Regions from separate parts of the Mus musculus genome. Here regions 1 and 2 are each linked to region 3. Evidence: chromatin contacts called from public ChIA-PET and promoter capture Hi-C data. All regions are on one chromosome and are shown on one strand. Each heading gives the region's core, a stretch centred on a gene start, on an enhancer-like site or on the middle of the called end of the contact. The rest is flanking DNA. Distances are from core to core; before and after follow the strand shown. Region 1 holds the start of Hrg (histidine-rich glycoprotein). Region 2 has its middle 19 kb from the start of Hrg. Region 3 holds the start of Kng1 (kininogen 1).

Evidence for each region. Promoter capture Hi-C pulls out the DNA fragments that hold promoters and counts their contacts. ChIA-PET counts read pairs in DNA pulled down with a chosen protein or histone mark.
Region 1: a contact with region 3 is called in a promoter capture Hi-C map of liver. The contact joins the promoter of Hrg here to the promoter of Kng1 in region 3. A contact is called at or near these places in 6 of 39 promoter capture datasets (embryonic stem cells, liver, neural stem cells and 2 more), 2 of 15 datasets of contacts at CTCF or cohesin (the NIH/3T3 cell line and embryonic stem cells), 12 of 484 Hi-C or Micro-C datasets (the G1E-ER4 cell line, the N1E-115 cell line, embryonic stem cells and 3 more), 2 of 115 datasets of contacts at active chromatin or transcription factors (embryonic stem cells and hepatocytes) and 3 of 9 other capture datasets (adipose tissue, embryonic stem cells and liver).
Region 2: a contact with region 3 is called in an H3K27ac ChIA-PET map of liver, with 8 times the contacts expected there. The contact joins the enhancer-like site here to the promoter of Kng1 in region 3. A contact is called at or near these places in 6 of 39 promoter capture datasets (embryonic stem cells, liver, neural stem cells and 2 more), 2 of 15 datasets of contacts at CTCF or cohesin (the NIH/3T3 cell line and embryonic stem cells), 14 of 484 Hi-C or Micro-C datasets (the G1E-ER4 cell line, the HL-1 cell line, the N1E-115 cell line and 4 more), 3 of 115 datasets of contacts at active chromatin or transcription factors (embryonic stem cells, hepatocytes and liver) and 1 of 9 other capture datasets (embryonic stem cells).

What each region holds. Positions count from the first base shown.
Region 1 is chr16:22,949,650-22,952,349 of GRCm38.p6, forward strand. Hrg (histidine-rich glycoprotein) reads left to right here and starts at 1,423. Exons shown (of 7, transcript NM_053176.2): 1 at 1,423-1,689. The coding sequence starts at 1,474.
Region 2 is chr16:22,968,776-22,971,475 of GRCm38.p6, forward strand. No RefSeq gene overlaps it. Among named protein-coding and RNA genes, the nearest start is that of Hrg, 19 kb to the left of the region's middle. Within about 2 kb of position 1,421, at least 1 of the 459 cell types and tissues checked has an H3K27ac peak or open chromatin away from gene starts, as enhancers often do. A contact at or near this core is called in liver, where this site is marked.
Region 3 is chr16:23,056,936-23,059,635 of GRCm38.p6, forward strand. It overlaps Kng1 (kininogen 1), which reads left to right and starts at 1,365. Exons shown (of 11, transcript NM_023125.3): 1 at 1,365-1,703. The coding sequence starts at 1,509.

The DNA.
Region 1 (2,700 bases), core at 173-2,672, 110 kb before region 3:
GAGGATGGCATGGGAGGACCCCTAGTTATAGCACAAACACTAATAAGTGGTACCAGTTACTCTGCATGTATGCTGTGCCCAAGACTGGACCGACTGACATAGACATGGCTTCTTATTCATTGCATGGCATTGCCAAGAACTATCAATTCACATTTCATAAATAAAAAACCTAAGAGTCAAAGGATGTGGTGGTTTGAATAAGAATGCCCCCCCCCCCCCGCCGTGCTGGATAGTATGTCAACCTGACACAAGCTAAAGTTATCTTAGAGGAGGGAACCTCCATTAAGAAAATGCCTCCATAAGATTGGGTTATAGGCAGGCCTTTAGAGTATTTTCTTAATTAGTGATTGATGGGGACAGGCCCAGCCTATTGGTGGGGCCACTCCCCAATAGGTTCTATAAGAAAGCAGACTGAGCAAGCCATAAGGAGCAAGCAAGTAAGCAGCACTTATCGAGGGTCTCTGTATCAACGCCCACCTCCAGTTCCTTGTGCTGATTGCCTGTCCCGACTTCCTTCAATGATGACTGTTGATATAGAAATATGAGGCAAATAAACCCTCTCCTCCCCAAGTTGCTTTTGGTCATGGTGTTCCATCATGACAATAGGAGCTTAATTAAGACATCCCCACATAGGCTTATATGTGTCGGAATGCGTAGGCATAGAGAATGGCACTACTTGAGAAGAATTAAGAGGTGTGGCCTTGTTGGAGTGAATGTGGCCTTGTTAGAGGAAATGTGTCACTCAGGGTGGGCTTTGAAGTTTCAAAAGGCCAAGCCAGGCCCAGTGGCTTCTGCCTGTGGATCCAGATGTAAAACTTGTAGCGATATCCAATACCATGTCTGTCTTTGCATGCCACCATGCTTCCCACAATGATGATAAGGGACTAAACCTCTAAAACTGAAAGCAAGCTCCAATGAAATGCTTTCTTTGATAAGAGTTGCCATGGTCATGGTGTCGCTTCACAGCAATAGAACAGTGACTAAGGCAGAGGGGTTCTAAAGCATTACACAGTAATAAGATAACAGTGTCAAATGTCCATCTGATTCCACAGTCACAGCTGAAGGCCAGGCCCTTCAAGAGGCAGGCTGTGGGATGGGTTACCTGCCTCAGATAATTTTCCTGTGTTTGGCTAAGGAATTTTAGCGCCATAATCCAAAGATGCAGCTGACAATAGAGATTTCCAAATGAGACAGCTATAAGAAAACTTATTCCCAACTCCACCATAACAACACAATAAGTGCTTTGGGTTAAACACACCCTGAATCAGTTACCCACCAGATATAGCATATTGCACAAATGATGATTTTACCCACTCATTGGTGTTATGTCTCAACTTTCTCTACACTAATTATTTACAGACTGTTGACAGATATTTGAACCTGGGGTCAAAGTGAACATGCCCAGTTATACAACAAAAAATCTATAAAGACCTTTATCAATTGAGTGTGCATCACGGTAGAATTCTCTCTGCTATGGTGGACCACAGTCAAGGATGGTTTAGCACAATGAAGGTGCTCACCACAGCATTGCTTCTAGTCACCCTGCAGTGTTCCCATGCCCTGAGTCCCACCAACTGTGATGCTTCTGAGCCTCTGGCTGAGAAAGTTCTAGACCTGATCAATAAAGGGCGGAGGAGTGGCTATGTTTTCGAGCTGCTGCGGGTCTCTGACGCCCACTTGGACAGAGCGGTAAGACATGGCCAATGGAGGAGTTGAGCTGGGAGACAATGTGGAAGGTGGGAAAGGGATTGGAGGAGCAGACTGCTTTGCGTAATTAACAACCTTCATCAGGTTTCCTGTTTAGTTTCTGAGGTGTGCTCTAAATTGTTGGGTTTGCCTTGAAACTAACTTTTGTTATTGGCATATCAGTAACTATGCATCAATCTGTAACTATTCTGAAGCACCATAGAGCCCATAGAACAGTGGGAACTTTGAAAAGGAAACTAGAGTTAGCCGTGCTTCTCAAGAAAATAATAGTCCGCAAAATTCACATAGGCCAACTGTGAAAAATAGGATATTTTTGTGACCATATCCATGCCAAAGATATTGGAGCGATTTAATGACAGATCTTTTAATCCGGAAAGGGAAATGTGCTGGTATGTTCTGGAGGATAGATGGGATTTGAATAAGTGTATTCCAACACCACATCTCCTCAAGGTAAGCAGACAATCAGGAAGAGTGATACTGCAAAGCAATTGAACAAGCAGGCAGGGATTACAGAAGTTCAGTAGGGCTCTGGAAAGGCTGAGCTCAGTGTGAAGTTGGAAGAGAGTATGGGCTTATCTTGAAGCCAAGCTTACTGTCTTCACTTGTATGGTTGTTTAGACCGAATTTGATAGGTTAATCGGGACTATGGAGAGATGCTGTTTCCTCCCCCTGCAGCAATAATAGTAACAACAACAATAACAATTTCATATATTTTCTACGATGGAATGTCTAAAATCAGGAAGCCAGAGCAGGGACAACTGCAGATAACGCACAAAGCAGTTTATACTTTTTACAGCATTGGGAGCCACTGCCAAACGCAGAAAGAAAACCGGAACACAGCAACTTAAGACAACCAACAATTTAAAGAGCATCTGTCACACTCTATCACATTTGTCTGACACAGCGTCAAAGAGAATGACGCTACCTCTGAATGGCAGTACAGAAAGTGGGAGGAGGGGGCACAATGGGACTGAGGAGACAGAGGCAGGTGAT
Region 2 (2,700 bases), core at 171-2,670, 88 kb before region 3:
AGCAGCCTTATTTATAATAGCCAGAAGCTGGAAAGAACCTAGATGCCCCTCAACAGAGGAATGGATACAGAAAATGTGGTACATCTACACAATGGAGTACTACTCAGCTATTAAAAAGAATGAATTTATGAAATTCCTAGCCAAATGGATGGACCTGGAGGGCATCATCCTGAGTGAGGTAACACATTCACAAAGAAACTCACACAATATGTACTCACTGATAAGTGGATATTAGCCCCAAACCTAGGATACCCAAGATATAAGATATAATTTGCTAAACACATGAAACTCAAGAAGAATGAAGACTGAAGTGTGGACACTATGCCCCTCCTTAGATTTGGGAACAAAACACCCATGGAAGGAGTTACAGAGACAAAGTTTGGAGCTGAGATGAAAGGATGGACCATGTAGAGACTGCCATATCCAGGGATCCACCCCATAATCAGCATCCAAACGCTGACACCATTGCATACACTAGCAAGATTTTATTGAAAGGACCCAGATGTAGCTGTCTCTTGTGAGACTATGCCGGGGCCTAGCAAACACAGAAGTGGATGCTCACAGTCAGCTAATGGATGGATCATAGGGCTCCCAATGGAGGAGCTAGAGAAAGTAGCCAAGGAGCTAAAGGGATCTGCAACCCTATAGGTGGAACAACATTATGAACTAACCAGTACCCCGGAGCTCTTGACTCTAGCTGCATATATATCAAAAGATGGCCTAGTCGGCCATCACTGGAAAGAGAGGCCCATTGGACTTGCAAACTTTATATGCCCCAGTACAGGGGAACACCAGGGCCAAAAAGGGGGAGTGGGTGGGCAGGGGAGTGGGGGTGGGTGGATATGGGGGACTTTTGGTATAGCATTGGAAATGTAAATGAGCTAAATACCTAATAAAAAATGGAAAAAAAAAAAAAGAAAGTAGAAAATGTGTCAACCAGGAGCACATGACTTCCTACACCGATCTGCCCACCATCACTGCTTTTGGAGAACAGTTTATAAGCTTGCACATAGTAAATGCCACTCTTAACCAGACTCTTTACTCAGTCTGCTACAGAGTAAGGTTTTCTTCTTTTTCTTTTGTTTTCTTTTTTGAGACAGGGTTTCTCTGTGTAGCCCTGGCTGTCCTGGAACTCTGTACATCAGCCACACCTTGAACTCACAAATGTGCCTGCCTCTGCCTCCCAAGTGCTGAGATGAAAGGCATGGGCCACCACCATCCTACAAGCTTTAATTTTTATTATTAGTAATACTGACTTTTGGAATAGAATATAGTATAACATAATATAGTATAATATGCCACTTGAGCCTATCTTTTTGTGGTGCAATGTTTTAGAAATGTGCTCTGTACTTACACATTCTTTCCAAAGGCAAAGATGCAGGTCAGCAACCCCGGGGTTGCAATATTCCAGCCTGAAATCTGCCTGGACAGTGAGCAGAGTCCTATTTGTTCTCCAGAAAGAGGGCAAAGAACTAAGGAACACAGGAATATAAATAGGGACCCTAGTGGTGAGGCAGAGAAAGCAAAGGCATTAGCTTTAGACTAATCACAAACTGGCTGTGTAGCTGACAATGACCTTAAACTTTTGATCCTTCTGCCTCCACCTCCCTAGTGCTGTGAATACAGGCATGGGCTGTCACGCCCGGTTCATGTGGTACTGGGGAAGTAAGCTCAAACTCTGTACATGCTAGGCCAGGACTTTACAACCTGAGCTGCATCCTGAGCACACTTGGACAGGTTTCTACTATAACTTTTATTTCCTCGTCAGTGCACTCAGGAGGAAACAAATGAAAGTAGGATGCATAAATTAGAGGGAAAGAAAATCCTTAAGATTTTTTTTTAATATAATGTTCACAGACTGGAGAGACGGCTCAGTGGTTCAGGGTACTGGCTACTCTTGCAGGGGAGGGGAAACCTAGGCTCAGTCCCCAGCTCCCATGGTAGCTCACAACCATCTATAACTTTAGTTCTAGGGACTATGGTGCATCTTCTGGCCACCTTGGGCACCAGGCACACTTGTAGTATACATAGATACATACATACATATAGACAGACATAGACAGACAGACAGACAGACAGAGACATTCAGGCAAGCAGTTATACACTTAAAATTAAAATTAAAAAGCTTTCAAAAAGATAAATAATATAATAAATTTTATTTTAAAAGATCCTTTCTTTGGATTAATTAAGTTATTCCAGCAGGAAAACAAAACAAAACAAAACTAATCCATTGATACCATAAGGATAAAAAGAAAGCCCTAATGGACACAGGTTTGTTTGATTCAGGAGGTTAAACTGTGGTAAACAGGGCCTCATTCTGTAGCTCTTCTGGCCTTGAACTCAAGGTCCGCCTGTCTCAATCCACCAAGTGTGCTACTGGGATTCCAGGCTTCACCCTATGCCCAGCTTCACCCAGACGTGCTGAACTCATATATGTACATACATGTAAACCAGGGTTTACATAAAAGAGGGCAGGGATAATATAAGCATAGTATGAACATAAGTGTTTCTGCTCAGATAGGAGGGTATCCTGAGACTCAGAAGCCCAGGAACCATACAGCTCTGAGGGAAGAAAATTTCCCAATAGAAGATAACCTGAGACAGGAAACTCAGGAATCAGACAGTTCTAAGGGATAGAGTCTCAATGGAAGAGCATCCTGGGACAAGGATGTCCAGGAACCACAAAGCTCAGAGAGGAAA
Region 3 (2,700 bases), core at 115-2,614:
CCACATCGTTCAGGGGAAGAAACCCTGATGCGAAGGTTCTCTGACTCTGACTCATACACACATGGGCAGAGATACAAACCTACACTTGTTCACATCCGGACACACAGAAGAACACATACACGGAGACTGAGGCACACACTCAGCCAAGCATGAAACTCATGCACACTGGCATATGTGCACACACCTGTACAGACCGAGTCACATAGAAGGTCATGGGTAGAGCTACATTGGCATTCCTTAGGACCTCTGGCCCAGTGCCTGTTCCTGCTGCACTTCTATAAAGTTCCCATTCAGCACACGGTGACAGCACCTGGCTCCAGGCCTCCGGGCCTCTCAGGCAGACTCCAGCTCACACTAGAAATTCCCATCAACCACACAGAAGCCAACTTTTGAGATTTCTTTATTACTTTTATTTCTTCTTTTTCTTATTTCCTAATTTCCTTCCATCTGTCTTTCCTTTCTTTTCTTTTATTCCTTTTTTAAATTATTATTATCAGTATTATTCTGTATTTGTGAGAGAGACAGAGAAAGGATGAGAATGTGTGTATGCAGGCACACAAAAGCCACAGCCCACATGTGGATGTCAGAGAGCTCTCAGGAGTGGATGCCTCCCCGGACACCTTGGTAAGACAGGTCTCTTTGCTTTTCTTGCTTACAAACTCCAGGGTACCTAAACTTCCTGGTGATCCTCTGGCCTTCCCCTTCTGGATTAAAGTAGGAATACCAGGGTTACAATTGTGTGTCACCATCCAGAGGTGTTCTGTGAACTCCTGGCTTCAAACTCTGCTTGCCAGCCTGAGGCTTGTGAGGCAAGCACTTGAATCAGGTGAGAATCTGCTGGCCCCACCCCTTCTTCACATAGACCAATAGAACCCAGCAGAGAGGTTGGCATGGCCAGAGGCCAGACAGGATGCCCATGATTTGTCAGATTTGCTAGTGTCCTGGGTGGAGCTCCCAGCATGTGACTGATGGTCCTGCACATGTGCTTTTCAAGAACACACCAGAGCTGACAAAACCTTGTGTCTGTACACTCTGACATGCCACAAGCAATATTGTGTAGGAGGTATTTCTACATTGTCTTCAATGTATATTTATGCAGAGCCCTTTGTAACTGGGCCAAGAGTAGCAAGAGGATACTGGAAATGGTTGTTGGTTTTAGCTCCTTTTACTGGTTTCTGCTTTAATTCACTGTGGAGAGTTGAGCAATGTTTTAGAAATGGGCTTTGCACTCCCACATTCTTTACAAAGGCAGACAAACAGGTCAACAATCCCATGTTGCAATTCTCCAGCTCCATACCTGGTTGGACATTGAGCAGAGTCCTGTTTGTTCTCTGGGAAGAGGGCACACAAGGGGCGTGACCTCAGGAATCTAAATAGGGGCCTAAGTGGTGAGGCAGAGAGAGCTGAGGCAGGAGAGATCAGAGCCCAGAGGCTGCCAAAATCAGCTTCTGAGTTGGTTTCCCATTCTTGGCAAAACAGTCCCTCAGTTCTAGAGGGACCCTTAAATCATGAAGCTCATTACTACACTGCTCCTCTGCTCCGGACTCCTGCTGACTTTAACACAGGGAGAAGAAGCGCAGGAAATTGACTGCAATGATGAGGCTGTATTTCAGGCTGTGGATTTCTCTCTGAAGCAGTTTAACCCTGGGGTAAAAAGTGGCAACCAGTATATGTTGCACCGAGTGATCGAGGGCACTAAAACGGTGAGTAACAGCTTTCCTGTGAAACCACTTGTAATTGGTGCTCTCAGGCACAGGGGTAGAGGTTGGAGATGGCCCGTCCTTAGTCTTCCTGGGCGATCATGAAAGCAGTATCCCAGGAAGAAAGAAACCACAAAAGATGGAGATGTTCAAAAGGGACAGGCATAGTGGGGAATCCAGCAATGCAGTCAGCTTGCAGTAGGGGAATCCACTGCATCTGTGAACTTAGCCATTTTCCAGACTTAAGGGAGAGTTCCCTCCTGGGATGAATACAGGGAGTAAGAAGAGAGCTGACATTATTGCCTTGGACCAAGTATCTAGCACTGCCTGTGTGTGGCTGATTCATTGAGCTTAATAGTAATGTTTCCACTAGCTTTCTTTAGTTTGGGGGGCAGGGAGGTGGAGCCATGGTGTCATTTAGCTTTAGATTAACAACAAACTTGCTGTGTAGCTGACAATGATCTTAAACTTTTGATCCTCCTGCCTTCATCTCCCTGGTGCTACACATACAGGCTTGTGCCCCCATGCCAGGTTTCTGTGATACTGGGGAATCAACCTCAGGACTCTGCCACCTACACTCCATCCGGAGCACACTTTGGCAGGTTTTCTCTATATTCTTACTGCTTTGTCAGTGCACGCAGGTAGGAAAGGAATGAAAGCAGGGTGCATAAATTAGAGAAAAACTTTCTTTAAGATTTTTTAAAATTAAGTTTACAGACTAGAGAGATGGCTCAGTGGTTCAGAGTACTGGCTACTCATGTGAGCAGGGGGCTGGGATCAGCTCCCAGCACTTATGGTAGTCACAACCATCTCTAACTCCAGTTCCAGGGACTACAGTGTGTCTTCTGGCCATCCTGGGCACCAGGCACACATAGTATACATACATACATTTGGGCATACACTCACACTCTTAAGATAAAAATTAAGAATTTACATTTAAAAATCTTTGAATAAACAAATTTCATGTAAAAGACTTTCTTTGGATTGGTCACATTATTTC